Linked DNA regions of Pan troglodytes: regions 1 and 3 are each linked to region 2. A link is a contact called in public HiChIP or PLAC-seq data. All regions are on one chromosome and are shown on one strand. Each heading gives the region's core, a stretch centred on a gene start, on an enhancer-like site or on the middle of the called end of the contact. The rest is flanking DNA. Distances are from core to core; before and after follow the strand shown.

The links. HiChIP or PLAC-seq counts read pairs in DNA pulled down with a chosen protein or histone mark.
Region 1: an H3K4me3 HiChIP or PLAC-seq map of stem cell-derived excitatory neurons shows a contact between it and region 2, with 18 times the contacts expected there. The contact joins the promoter of LOC104007088 here to the promoter of DLL1 in region 2.
Region 3: a contact with region 2 is called in an H3K4me3 HiChIP or PLAC-seq map of stem cell-derived excitatory neurons, with 2.6 times the contacts expected there. The contact joins the promoter of PSMB1 here to the promoter of DLL1 in region 2. A contact is called at or near these places in 1 of 7 Hi-C or Micro-C datasets (stem cell-derived neural progenitor cells) and 1 of 1 datasets of contacts at active chromatin or transcription factors (stem cell-derived excitatory neurons).

The regions. Positions count from the first base shown.
Region 1 is chr5:181,877,745-181,882,049 of NHGRI_mPanTro3-v2.0_pri, forward strand. It overlaps LOC104007088 (putative uncharacterized protein encoded by LINC00242), which reads right to left and starts at 2,777. Exons shown (of 2, transcript XM_054686553.2): 1 at 2,534-2,777; 2 at 810-2,532. The coding sequence starts at 2,680. The coding sequence ends at 2,062.
Region 2 is chr5:182,382,141-182,386,599 of NHGRI_mPanTro3-v2.0_pri, forward strand. It overlaps DLL1 (delta like canonical Notch ligand 1), which reads right to left and starts at 3,208. Exons shown (of 11, transcript XM_520601.8): 1 at 2,369-3,208; 2 at 1,795-2,091; 3 at 1,003-1,063; 4 at 513-770. The coding sequence starts at 2,422.
Region 3 is chr5:182,657,408-182,661,522 of NHGRI_mPanTro3-v2.0_pri, forward strand. It overlaps PSMB1 (proteasome 20S subunit beta 1), which reads right to left and starts at 2,215. Exons shown (of 6, transcript XM_001140101.4): 1 at 1,915-2,215. The coding sequence starts at 2,027. TBP (TATA-box binding protein) reads left to right here and starts at 3,165. Exons shown (of 8, transcript NM_001104607.1): 1 at 3,165-3,245.

The DNA.
Region 1 (4,305 bases), core at 1,527-4,026, 500 kb before region 2:
AGCCTGGCCTGTTCCATGTCCTTGCTGCTGTCTCCCGTGCTCGCTCCTCTGGGGCTCCAAGCATGTGGCTGAGAATCCATTTGGGACATCCGTTCCCCATCCCTGCCTGTCTCTATCATTAAACAAAGTGAAGATAGTCTGATGTCACTGGCTTTCCAAACTCTTACTTGGATTCACTGTAATGTAGACTAAACAAATGGCTTAAAATTCACTGTTTGCAGAGACCTTATCCTCTGCTCCACTCAGTAGAGACATGACCTGCCCCTCGAAGCTCTGCTCATTCCACTGCCTTCCTGACAGGCATGTGCGCAGCTTCAGGAAGCTCTCTGAGGTCAGAAACCCTGTCGTTTTACCTGTTTGCACCCCCTCTTTGTGTGTCCTGAATATTTTTACTACCTTAAATGTGGGTTCTTTCCCCCACAACATTTGTTTTAAATAATTTTAAAGCTACAGAAATGTTTCTAGAATAGTCCAATGGATTCCCACATGACAATTCAACTATCGTTGGCATTTTGCCACACTTATTTTCCCCTTTTAAGTACACATATATCATTCTTTTGACTGAACCATTTTGAAAGTTAGTCATTGTGATGTGATGTTTTGCCCCCAAATACTTGAGCATTCATCTATTGAGAACAAAATCATTCCCCTTCAGTTATCAAATTGAGGAAATTTAACAATAACACAGCACCATTATCTAATACATGGTCCATATAAAATTTTTCCCAGTGTGTATAATAATATCGTTTATACCTTCGTTTATACCTGTTGTTTGTTTTTATCCAAGCACCACAACTGCTTTTAGTTACTATATCTTTTATTTTTAAAATCTGGAATAGCTCCCTTTTTGTTTTTTTCTTTCTATGTCAGAGACATTTTTGAAGTATTTATGTCACCTTTACAGAATATTCATCAATTGGCTTTTGTTAGATTGTTTCCTCAAATTTGACAGTTTTAAAGAAACACTGCATCCATGATACTGTCGGAACCAGTGCATCACATCAAGACACATGATTGACACAATAATGCTGTGTGCCACTCGGCGCATCACAGCAGGACACATGAGGCACATATGTGCTGCTGTGCACTCCTCTGAATATTGCAGGACGTGTGGGTGGGGCCAGGTGTTGTCAAGGTCCCGGCAGGTCGCTCTGCCCTCTAGACACAACGGCTGGATGGGCGGTGGACACCTGCTCTGCGGAGCCTGGGCAGCAGCTGAAGATGATGTGGGGAGGGGCTGCTCAGCTGGGGCTGGAAGGTGAGGAGGACAGGGCTGGGCTGGCCGCCTTGTGGAGATAGCAGGACTTGTTGAGGGAAAGTCAGGCCAGGGATGCAAACCAAAGCCTGAGGAGAAACTGCAGCGCCGTGCATGGCCTCAGCTCCCTTTCTGAGGCCCCGTTGATGTGAGTGCTTTCAACAAGCCCTCCAGGGAATCTCTGCTGCTTGCAACCAAAAAGTAGTGACCACTGGAAGAGCCAGCCCCTGTGAGAGGACAGAGGCATGGCCGCCATCAAGAGGCAGGCAAACCCCAGAGAAGGAGGCCACGGACTTGGCAGTGGACGACCGGTGTGCGATCTCAGTGCCACAGGTTACTGGTTTTGTGGCAAGATGTGTACCTGCTGACAGCATGGCTTCCTCGTCTGCAGAGTGTGACAGTGACATTCCCTGCCTCATTAGACAGACGTCAGGATACAGTGAGGCGCGGTGCTCAGCCCCATTCTGGCACGTAGCATCGATAAACACCAGCTCTTACCGGATCGTTCCCTTATGCTGGGAGGAAAGAAACGGTTTGGATTTCCTCTGTCTAGAAGCCCAGCTATCTGCATGTGTGTTCAGAGGACGCTCTCGTATCTCAGGAGTGAAACCGAAGCATCCTGTACATCTTTCCCCCACCCCCACTCACAGCCTCGGATTCTCTGCACAGCTTTAGTAAAGGAGCTGATGGGGAATCGGATGCCTGACCCCGAGTCCTCACTCTGGGGCTCGAGCTTAGGATAACTTCAGGTTCAGCTGAGGCCTCTGAACTGTGACTCCGCCCCGTGGCCGCATGCGTCGGAACTCCTACCTGCCCTTTGCCCTTCTCGAGGCCGGTGCTTGACTGGAGGAGGGCCGGCAGCAGAAATGCAGCTGACCGGGTTGCGTTTTCGTACGGCTGACTAAAGCGGATACCGGTGGAGACTCATTTCTCGTTTTATTTTTCAACGATTTGGCGGAGAAGCTCCTCTTGCGAATGGACTTTGGATTTCTTGGAGCTGCGCTGCGGGTCCCACAGTGTGGCTTTCGGCCCGTGCTGTGCTGGCGCTTGCACTTCCTCTGGCGGGGCACGGGGTGGCGCTCCCGGGTAAAGCAGCGGCCAGCGGGAGCCCTGAGTGAGGCGCTGCCTCTCCCGCTGAAGCGGGTTCCAAGGCCACCGTGAGGGGGACCATCCATCCAGGTAAAATGTGTTCTTTCCTTGTTCCTTTGCGAATCGATGGGGATCAGGCTTCCCCAGGTGGTGAAGTGAGGAACAGGGACCGCGGGGCTCGCCTGACCCATTGGGGTCTCCATCCTTGTCCGTGCTGACAAAAGACAAGCACAGACATCGCCTGAAATCTTCCCGCCTCCGTGAGGGAGGCCTGCGTCTGGGAACGCGCTGCAGGGAAGTGATCCCTGAGTGAGGAAGGAGGTGCCGGGGCATCATTAATCAGACCTCGGGAGGCAATGCCGGGAAGGTTCTTTGTTTAAAGAAACACTCATGTTTAAAGAGCACTTGGTGCGGACTTGCTGTGGCCATCGCCCTCAACAGCTCATCTTTAGGAGGTGCAGGCTGAACTCACGCCTCGGTGTCGTCCATGTCCGCCTGCCGCGCAGAGGAGACAGCGAGAGGCCTTCCCACCGCACGGCTTTTACGGGAAGCTCTTCACATTGGCTAGAGGGGTGTGGTTTGGTTTATAGCCACACCAAGTAATTTTAATAGAACTCAATAACTATGTTGCCTTGCAGGCTCCGAGTGCTACAGGCAGACCCGAGTCCGAGTCTTCCTACGGCTCATTGTCCCCCTCTGGATTTCCTAGGGACTCCAGATACGATGGCATCAATGTCAGTTAACTTGGCACTTCTTAAAATAGATCTATGATCAAATCTTAAGTTTTTCCAAATAAGACTGGAGGAATGCAGGAAGGTCATTTGATTACTTTAAAATAAGAGGATTTTATGTTAAAATATTGAAAAAGCCAGTCATAAAACTAAGCTCTGTACCAATGAATATAGTTCGTGAAGCCAGCAGCACAGGCTTATTATTATAAATATCAAACACCACCATTATGAGTAAGCTCATTTATTTTCAAAGCACTTTGCGATCATTAATTGTTCACGTCTGTGAATACCCCCTGAGAGACAGTGTTATTAACTGCATTTGAAAGGAAGAAAACTAAGGCACAGAAAACCCGTAATTCATTGTCCTGAGGGGAAAAGGAGACACCAGGAACACGGCTGTCCTTTCGCTGCATCTTCTCTTTGGTAGAGATCCAGGGACATCTGGAACATCCACCCTCTTTCTCCCACTCACGGCCATGCCACCATCTAGTGCCGCACTGACATTTCCTCTCAATCTCAGGATAATCACATCGATGTAACACTTGGCAGGTTTGTTATCTCAGTGTCTATTATCTCAAAAATTAATCCTAATAGCAACCTTAGAAAGAGGCAATATTAGCCCCATTTCATAGGAAAATGAAGGATCAGTGAGAAAGTGACAGGTCTGTCACTGGCAGTGCAGGGCAGGGCCGTTGTGGTGAGTCAGGCCTCGGCTGCAGGTCTGAGTTTATGCCATTGCCCCCATCTGTGGGGTCTAGGAGGCTGTTGTCTAAGCAGAAGGCATGACCCATCAGGGGCCATGGGTGGTGGGCACAGAATTGAGTCATCTGACTGCCTTCCCACCCACCTGTATGTGTTCTTTGTTTTATTTAAGTCCTGTGAGGGTAGTTTAGGACCTTGTCCCTTCCCACAGCATAGCACAGAAAATTGGGCAAGTCCAGACCATGACTAAATCCACTTTAAAAAACCCACCCCGCTGAGACCGGCGGATTCTCTCCCTCCCCACTTGAGATATGATGTTGCCTTAAATGGTCCAGCAGTCGCGGAGCCTCAGGGGGCCTCTCTGCCTTAGTTGGTGCATTCCAGTGCTGCTCAGTCTGTATTTCCAGATCTTGCTTTTATCCTTTTATTTTCTAGAGTAATTGATAATTCCAATCTATCTGGCCTGCATGAGATTTATAAAATAAATGGAAAAAATAGAAAATAAATATTTTATGGAGCCACCACTGT
Region 2 (4,459 bases), core at 1,958-4,457:
CCAGCATAGACAGTGCGTGTCACAGGGAGTATCCGGAAAGGCGTTTGCTCCAGAGAGGTCAAGCACACCAGCTCCAGAGAGAAAATGGAACGTTTCCCAGTGTGATGCTGTTCCAGCTCTGGGAACTCGGGTTGAAAGGGTGCCCCTGACACACAAGCTCTCTCTGTGTTCCTCCCTTCCTTCCTCCTCTCCCTCTCTAATACACACACCCTGGGGGTAGCACTGGCTTTACTTCCTGACCCCTGGCCCTGTCTCTAAAATCCTCCCTGATTAAGAAAGGCAGTTCCGATAGTGGATAAACACAGCCTGGGATGTTAAAATGTCTGCGTTGACCCCAACCCCCCCACTGACGAGCTGTGACTTATAGCAATCCACTTCTGTCCTCTGGGCCTCAGTTTCCCCACCAGAACATCTCTACAGTCCCAAGCCCCCCGTGGCTCAGGAAGCCCCGTCCCTGCGCGCGGTCCGTGTTCGTGGACGAGTGAGCCAGCGGTGCCTTCCCAGAGACTCACGCTCTGTGCAGTAGGGCCCTTTCCAGCCAGGGTTGCACACTTTCTCCCCACGCTCCCCACAGGTGAAGTGGCCGAAGGCATCGTCCCGGGGACGGCAGAAAACGGAGCAGCCCTCTCCGTAGTAGTGTTCGTCACACACGAAGCGGTAGGAGTACTTGAGGTCCGTGCGGCCGCTGCTGTGCAGGTCCTGGGACCACTCCTCGCCCACCGTCAGGTGCCTCTGGGTGGCCAGGCGGCTGATGAGTCTTTCTGGGTTTTCTATGGGGAGAAGATGCTCCTGGTTGGTTCTGAACGAGAACCCTGTGACTCGGGACAGAGGGCGGGTGGGCCGAGACATTCAGCACGGGAAGGAGGCCCAAGCTGCTCCACCCTGAACTTTCTGGGGCACGTGCAGAATGAAAGCTGTCCAGGTTTGGCTGGGGGATGGGTGGGCAAAGTCCAATGCTATTAACTGGGGAAAGCAGTTTTGGGGTTTGGGTTTTGTTTTTACCTGTTGCGAGGTCATCAGGAGAATCTGTGTGGAGAGCTTCAATAATCAGAGAGAAGGTGCCCTGGGAGAGAGGGGAGAAGACGTAAGACAACCCAGAAAGGTAACGAAAAGAAAACGGCAAAAAGCAGTCATTCCTAACAACCAGGTCAGCAACAGAGGCCTGAAGGCTACAGGTCTGGGGCAGCGTGTCTGGAGAGGGTCTCCACGCACCTCCTGCCTGCTCTCACCTTCCCTAAGGAAATGGAAGAACTTTTTAAAGAGTGGTTTCCTGACGTGTTTTTTCAGCCTGTACTACAGGATATTACGTTGTTTTTTTTAATTAGAGAGAGAGAGAGAATGCAGGCAGGATGGGGTGGAAGAGGCCCGAGGGCCCTTGTCATTTTTCTTGGGGGATGGGCACGCTCCGGGTGGGAGCGGTCGCGCTGCGCGGGTAATTGCGCCACCAACGCGTCTAGGAGTCGGGAAACCAGAACCTTCCCACGTGAAGGGGCGCCTCTGACTGGAGACCTGGCACAGAGGCCGGATACGGAAATCTCCCGGGCGCGCTCGGCCTCTCCTCCTCGCCCCAGCGCGGTCCCCTCCTGCAGGCCGCGGGGCCCCGGGGCCCCGGGGCGAGGTGTCCGCGCTGCTGGGCTGGAGTCCTGGGGCCGCCGCTAGGCAGATCGCAGCGCCCACCTGCGCCTCGCGGGGTCCCTGAGGTCCCGCCACCGAGCGCCCAAGGCGGGATCCCAGCGCGTCCTGCAGCCCGCCCAGCTTCAGGGCCGGCCCGGCGCGCGCAGGTGCGGCACTCACCGGCCAGGTGAAGCCGAAGGGGAAGCGGATGGGGTTGCTGAACGCGGAGTCGGCGCCCCCGCCGTCGGGCAGACTGAAGGAGTCGACGCCCAGCACGGGGGTGACGGCGCTGCCGTAGGTGCAGGGCGGCTCGGGGGACACGCTGGCCTGGTAGTGCTTGAGGCACACGCGGAAGAAGGTCCGGCAGGCGCACGGCGGCGGCCCCGCGCCCCCGCGGCAGCAGTTGCGGTTCCCCAGCAGCCCCTTCTTGTTGACGAACTCCTGCAGCTTCAGTTCGAACACCCCAGAGCTCCAGACCTGCACGGGGGAGGGCGGGGGCGTGAGGACGCGGGTCCCGCCCGAGCTAGGGGGCGTGGGGCCTGGGTGGGGGTTGTGCGGAGAGCCTGGAAGGGCTCAGGGGCCGAGCGCGCTCGCTGCACGGCCGGCGCTGGGGTCGTCGCCCCCGGGATTCATCTTCCGGGCCGTGGCTGGCGTGGCCCGTGCCGCTGTCCGCCCCTCCCCGCGCGCTCCTGCCCCGCGCCCCGGCTACCCGTGAGACCCCGCAGGGCTGCGGCGCCCCCACCTGCCCGCCTACCTGACACAGCAAGGCCGAGAGCACCGCCAGGGCCAGCGCGCACCGACTGCCCATGCTGCTTCGCTCCACGCGCGAGCCTGGGGGGCCCCCACTTCTCTCCTTAGAACAGCGGCGGACGCGCGGGGGATCGATGGGCCACGGGGAGCGTGGGCAGAAAAGCGCCCTTGCCTCGCCCCAGACCGGAGGACCCAGGACTTCTTTCTTTAAAAGCCGGTCTCCGCCTCTTCCCAAGGCCGCGGTTCTTTATATCCGCCCTGCGAGGTCCCGCGGCAGCCCCAGGGATGCCCGAGGAAAGGCAGCTCTCGGGGGACAGCGCGGCGGCGGCGACTTTCGTTTTCCTCCTTCCTCCCAGCCCCCGAGGAGGTGAGGGTCGCCGGCTTCCTGGTTTTGTCTTGAGCTTCTTCGCAGGAGAGGGAGGGGGAGAAAGAGAAAGAGAGAGAGTCCAGATATTGAGCTTAATTCCCAAGAGAGCTGCAGAGCTTCCTCCCGAGCCGATTAGAAAGCCGCGGTCTGGAAATCCCACGGGCAAGGCGATAATCCGGGGCCAGCGGCGCGCGCTGAGGGGACGGTCGGCGGCGGGTGTGCGCGGCGGCCCCTGCGGATCGCGGCCCGGTGTCACTCGGCGGCGGCGGTCGTTCCGGGAGCACTCCGGGCTCTGATCTCCGGTGTCACAGCAAAGATCCGCGTCTTTCCGATGAATCCAGCCAATGCCATCCAGTACACACGCGCAGGACCGGAGGGGCCGGGCCGTGGGAGGAGGCTCTGCGCCGCGGCTGCCCGGGTTCCCCTGCGCTCTGCCCTCGGCCGGGTCGGGTCTCCGCGGGTGCGCGCAGAGGATCTGGCTCTCGCCGGCGCCTGCCGCCCTTATATTCAGCCGGCCGCCCGCATGGCTAATGAGATGCAAATCAGCAGCCCCCCAATCTGGCGAGAGCTGTCACAAAGGAGCCACTTTTCCAAACCCTCCTCTCAATGGATCGCCAAATGGTCAGTGAGCTGTAAAATGTGCAACCCTCCTCCCCGCCCCCACCCTTCCCCGCCCCCCCAGTCCTCCCCTGCCCCCGCCCCCAGCCCCCCCTTCCTCCCTCACCACACAAAACGCACTCATTTACATTCCTGCAAAATGTTCACCGCAAGAATCCCCCTGCTTCTGGAGCTGGTGCCGCCGCCCCGTCCCCTCCGCACGCCCTCCCGGGCCACAGACGCCCAGAGACCCTCGGCCACACGCGGGGGGCGGCGCTGCGGGCCCCACTTGAGCGGCGGGACGCGGCCTCCGAAACTCCGGGCCGCGGCGCCAGCCGAGGGGTCTCCTTGCGCCGACAGCGTCCCGGGGGCTTGGGGAGGGCGGCTGCGAGCAGGAGGATGAAGTTCGAGGCCCGAGCTCTTGGCGGGGCCGCCCCTTCTTTGGGGCAGGCGCTTCCTAAGGAGGAGTCTCTTGGGGGCGGAGGCGGGGGTGGCGATTCGGGGAGCATCGTAGGAAAGGGGCGGGCGGAGCGGTGGGCCGAGGGCTGCCAGAGCGAAGCGGCAGTTTCGGGAACTTTGGGGAGGTCCGAGGCGGGGACACCTCCTGGCCCAGGATGGCGACTGAGCCTCGGGGAGTGCAGAGCCGACGCGCGGGCGGGGCCAGGACGCCCCCTGGGACACCCGCATCCCCGCGCCTTCGGTGTCCTCTCGTGGTCCGCGACCACTGGGAGTGGGGGCCGGGGGGCCGGACAGCATATCCCCGGAGCCAGGAGAACCTGGCCTTCAACTCCCCCCATAGACACGCGCCCTCCCCCACAGGATCCTCGGCCGCCGCCACCTTCCCCGGGTCTGGGCCCCTCTCTCCCGGGTATCCCCCTCGGCCTCCCTCCGCCTGGTAAGAAGTGAGTTTGGTGTGTGTCGTTCGCGTGGCTGTCATTAAGGCAGCCTGTTATTGTGCGAGGCTGAATCAGTGGCTCTTTGTGCGCTCAGCTGTATGGTAATGCAGACAGCACCTGCTCCCCGCACAATGCGGAGAGAAAGAGCTCCCCTCCGCGCGCGCCGCGGCCTCTGCAACAATGTCCGGCACATGTTCTAAAGCCCCCTCCAGCCCCGGCCCCCAACCCACAACCT
Region 3 (4,115 bases), core at 965-3,464, 270 kb after region 2:
GAGTTACCCTGAGAGCAGAAAAACCAGTTAAAAATGTTTTACTGAAGAAGCCGAATCGAGGGACTCATGAGAGGCAGAACTGGAAAACCAGATTTGGGAGTAATCCTCCCAGCAATGAGACATGAAAGAGTGCTGAGCGATAAACAAGGCGGCTAATGACTTAACTACATTTAAAGACAGAGTAGAAAAAGAGAATGAGGCCTCATTTTGCGGAAGCGAAGGCTGCCTGAGAGCCAGCTGCAGTAAACACTAAAGAAAAAGAACAATGACTGAGAAAAAGTAATCAGAAAGTTCTAAGTAATTTTTAGGGCAGTAATGGCTTAAACTGGATTACAAGGGATTAAAAAGTGAGTAATGAGTAGGGCATACTGAACACTGAAAATTCTTATTTATAGAGAATAGCCTTACGAAACGGGTCCAATAACCCTCCCTACAATATACAACTTAATTAGTCATCACAGGAAGTGTTAAGGTGTATAATGGAAAAGCATCCATAAACTCAGTGGTGAAATAGCTATGAATTAAGTCCTGGCGCAACTTCACACCAGCTCTCTGACCCTGACAGTTTAACGTCTAATATAACCCTAGGATGCTAATATCATCTAACATTCACTTTTCATGAGGATTAAATAAGATGACAACTTGCAATTTACAAAATGCATCTCTCTTGATTCTCACCAAAAACTATGAAGCTACTAAGGAAGATAAGGAAATGTAGGTTCAAGAAGTTCAGAAGTACCCAAAGTGTCCTTTAGTGGCAGAACCAAGGCTAAAATCAGACTTTCGTTATCTTTCTAACACACTCCCAAAATGTGCATTTATATTTCAAATTTATGAGGAACCAATGAACATTTTTGCTTTGTTTTTAAAATTTATTTTTGTAGAGATGGGGTCTTGCTATGCTGAGCAGGCTGGTCTTCAACTCCTGGCCTCAAGCGATGATCCTCCTGCCTTGGCTTCCCAAAGTCCTGGGATTACAGGTGCGAGCCACACTGCCCAGCCAATATTTTCTGTTTTAAGAACCATCGGTTCGTTCAAATTGCGTGTGTATATTTTAATGTACAAGGCTTGATTGGTAACTACAACCACTGTTTCAATTTACAGCTCTTCCCTGTCAAGAGTCTTAAACAGAGCATCTTTCTATAACCCTAAATCTCTGGCGTGCCACCACGGAAAATTATACTACTCAAGATAAAGCTGGTAATTAAAATAAAAACCCAAACTTGAACATAACATACAAGAACACACATACTAAAAGGTCCATCTTCTGAGTATTTTGTTTTCCTGAACTTAAGCTAAACGTTAAAAAAAAAAGCACTTATCTATGAAACTAAGTTTGCTCAGCCAATCCCACCTTCTATTTGAAATAAAACAAAATGATTAAACTGCCACAATTAGAAATAACAGAAATCAGGCGGCTACAATTAGACATCTCGGCTACCAACTCAGCTATGCATCTAACAACACAGACCAAACAACCCTAACTTTTAAGTTTCAGACGCTAAACCTCTACCCTCGCCTGCTGGCATAAGAAACGTGTACATGAGGTCCAGTTTTAATGGTCTTCCACAGAGCAGAGGCTATGTTTCAATTTCTACTTTACTGTCTTACAGCAGCAAGGAGCATGGAGTGGCGGTCCACATAAAAACTCAAATGACATGACTGTAATGGGAAACCCTAAAAACCAAGGCTGTATCGCAATCACCAAGTAAACTTGAGCAAAGCGAGCCTGAAGAGGGAAACACAGGGCATGAGAGGACGGCAGGGAGACCGGCCTTGTGCGGACCCCCTCAGCTCAGGGTTCTGGGGCCTGCAGGAGCCCGGGGCAGCGCCATCACGGCGGTGACTCCTAAACAGGCTTCAGCAGATGGGGGAAGGGCGAAAGTGAAAGCCGCAGCTCTCTGGGGTTTTTACCCTCCGTTGAAAACGTAGGGCGAAAATCGCAGCTGCAAAGGGCCCGCGGCTCTGTGCGGTTCCATCCCCAAGTCTCTGCCAGGAGCCGAATACATGGCTGTAGAGGACAACATCGCACGGCTGCGCCTGCGGATCCGACACTTGCTGTCTCACGGCGAGATGGCTGCCTTGACCGGACGTTACGCCACTTCCGGCTTCTCCTGAAGTTCGCTCCCGGCCTCTCTATCTCGCGCTAGTCGTTGCTCCTGGAGGGCTGCACGGCGGCTTGTCCCTTTGGTAGTTGAATCCCGCCCATTCCAAAAAGCGCTGACAGAGATGTAAAGGGTTTTTTTTGTTTGTTTTTTGTTTTTTTCCCCCTCGAAGAAAACATTGGAATTCACCCCAATGGACAAAAATTTAAGTCTGACCATACAAAAAAATTGTCAGAACTATGGCGCAACGGCAACTCGAATAACGGTGGGAGCGTTAATTGTCCTGGCTAATAAAAAATGTATATAACATTTCCTATCCTTAAAGAGCTCACAACCTCACTGATAATAAAAAGTACAAAGAAAACAAGCAGTATAACATATGATTACGCCACAATGAACTACAGAAGGGAAAATCAAGGCGTGCTGAAGTCCCACTAAGAAACAACTGCGCAAAGAGCCATGTGACAACAGTGCATGAACTGGGAGTGGCAGAACTTAATATAAATGCATGTGTAAACACAAGCTGTTTGTTTTGCTTAGTGTTCCTTGTCATTCTACACGCTTGAAGATCAGCTAGCGTTCTTGCTGACAGGTAAGGAGGACGCGCTTACTGAGTGCCAAGCACTGCTCAGGCACTGATTCTGTCAATCTCTGTCAATCTCCCGACAGCCCAAGGGTAAGCACTGTTATCATTTTTCAATTTTACAGAAAACAAATGCGGGGGAGAGGTCAGGTAACTTGCCAAAGGTAACGCCGCTAGTTGCTTTAAACAACAACAACAACAACAAAACACACTCACACATATACACACACACGCCATTTAAAAATCGATCTTTCCTACGTCCAGCAAGGGCCAATTAGAGATGGCTGTGGCACGGCGGCCCCGCCCCGGAACTCCTCAAGAGCTTTGCCCCTCCTTACCTATGGAAAGACAGGAAGTGACCTATGCTCACACTTCTCATGGCCTCGGCCCTAGTGGGAGCAACTCGCTGAAGCCGAGGGCAGAACTGGCGGAAGTGACATTATCAACGCGCGCCAGGAGTTCAGTGAGGTCGGGCAGGTTCGCTGTGGCGGGCGTCTGGGCCGCCGGCTGTTTAACTTCGCTTCCGCTGGCCCATCGTGATCTTTGCAGTGACCCAGGTAACAGATTGTACTCTTTTCTGACGGTTCGGGCGAAGGCCACCACTGCACTGAGGCCTGGGGGCAATGGTGGGGAAGAGACTAGGAATTGGCGCGCGTGCAGGCCCCTCGGGGGACGTTCCTCCCTTTCGTGCTGCCGCCGTTCCGGCCTGTAACGGCCACTCCCGCCACTCCCGCCTGGTGCCCTACTCTGCTGTGTTTCGCAGGCAGCTTCCCATGGTGCGATTGTGGGGCTCAGGGTACTACTGGCTGGCTGGGCGGCGGCAGGCGGGACAGGACAGTCCCTTGCATCGAAGACCCTAAGTTTACCCTGCCCTGTCCTGCCATCCGCTTCTTCTCCATGTTAGAAGCAGATTCACCCAGATCTGTGCCCGCCTGTTTTGCTGCCAACATTGAGACTTAAATATTTTGTCAGAAGCCTGAGACAGCGGGCACGGTAGCGCTTAAGATATAATACACACCACTTTATTTGCAGGGTCTCCCGTCTCTCGGTTCAGGCCATCATGGTTTTCCAAATCTCTAGGTAGACTTTTCTGTGAAAAGACAGTGCTTCATTTAGTTATACAGACACTAGAAGGCTATGCAGAATTAATTTGATTGCCTCCAAAAAATATCGGATTTGATGTTTCAATTTCCAAGAGATGAAGATACCCAGCAAACAACTCTTTTCTGAGGATAAATTAGTGCAGTAATCACTGTGCGGTTTCTTCTGTAGACTTACTTGCAAAAAGTGGCCTGAAGCCACCGAAGGTCCTGGGTAAATCTCTAATCATACTTATAATGGCTTTAAATCCTGCCGTCATTATCTCTTAGATAACCTCAACCTTAGATTCCTGAAACGAAACTTCCATCCTCCAGTTTTACTCCTCT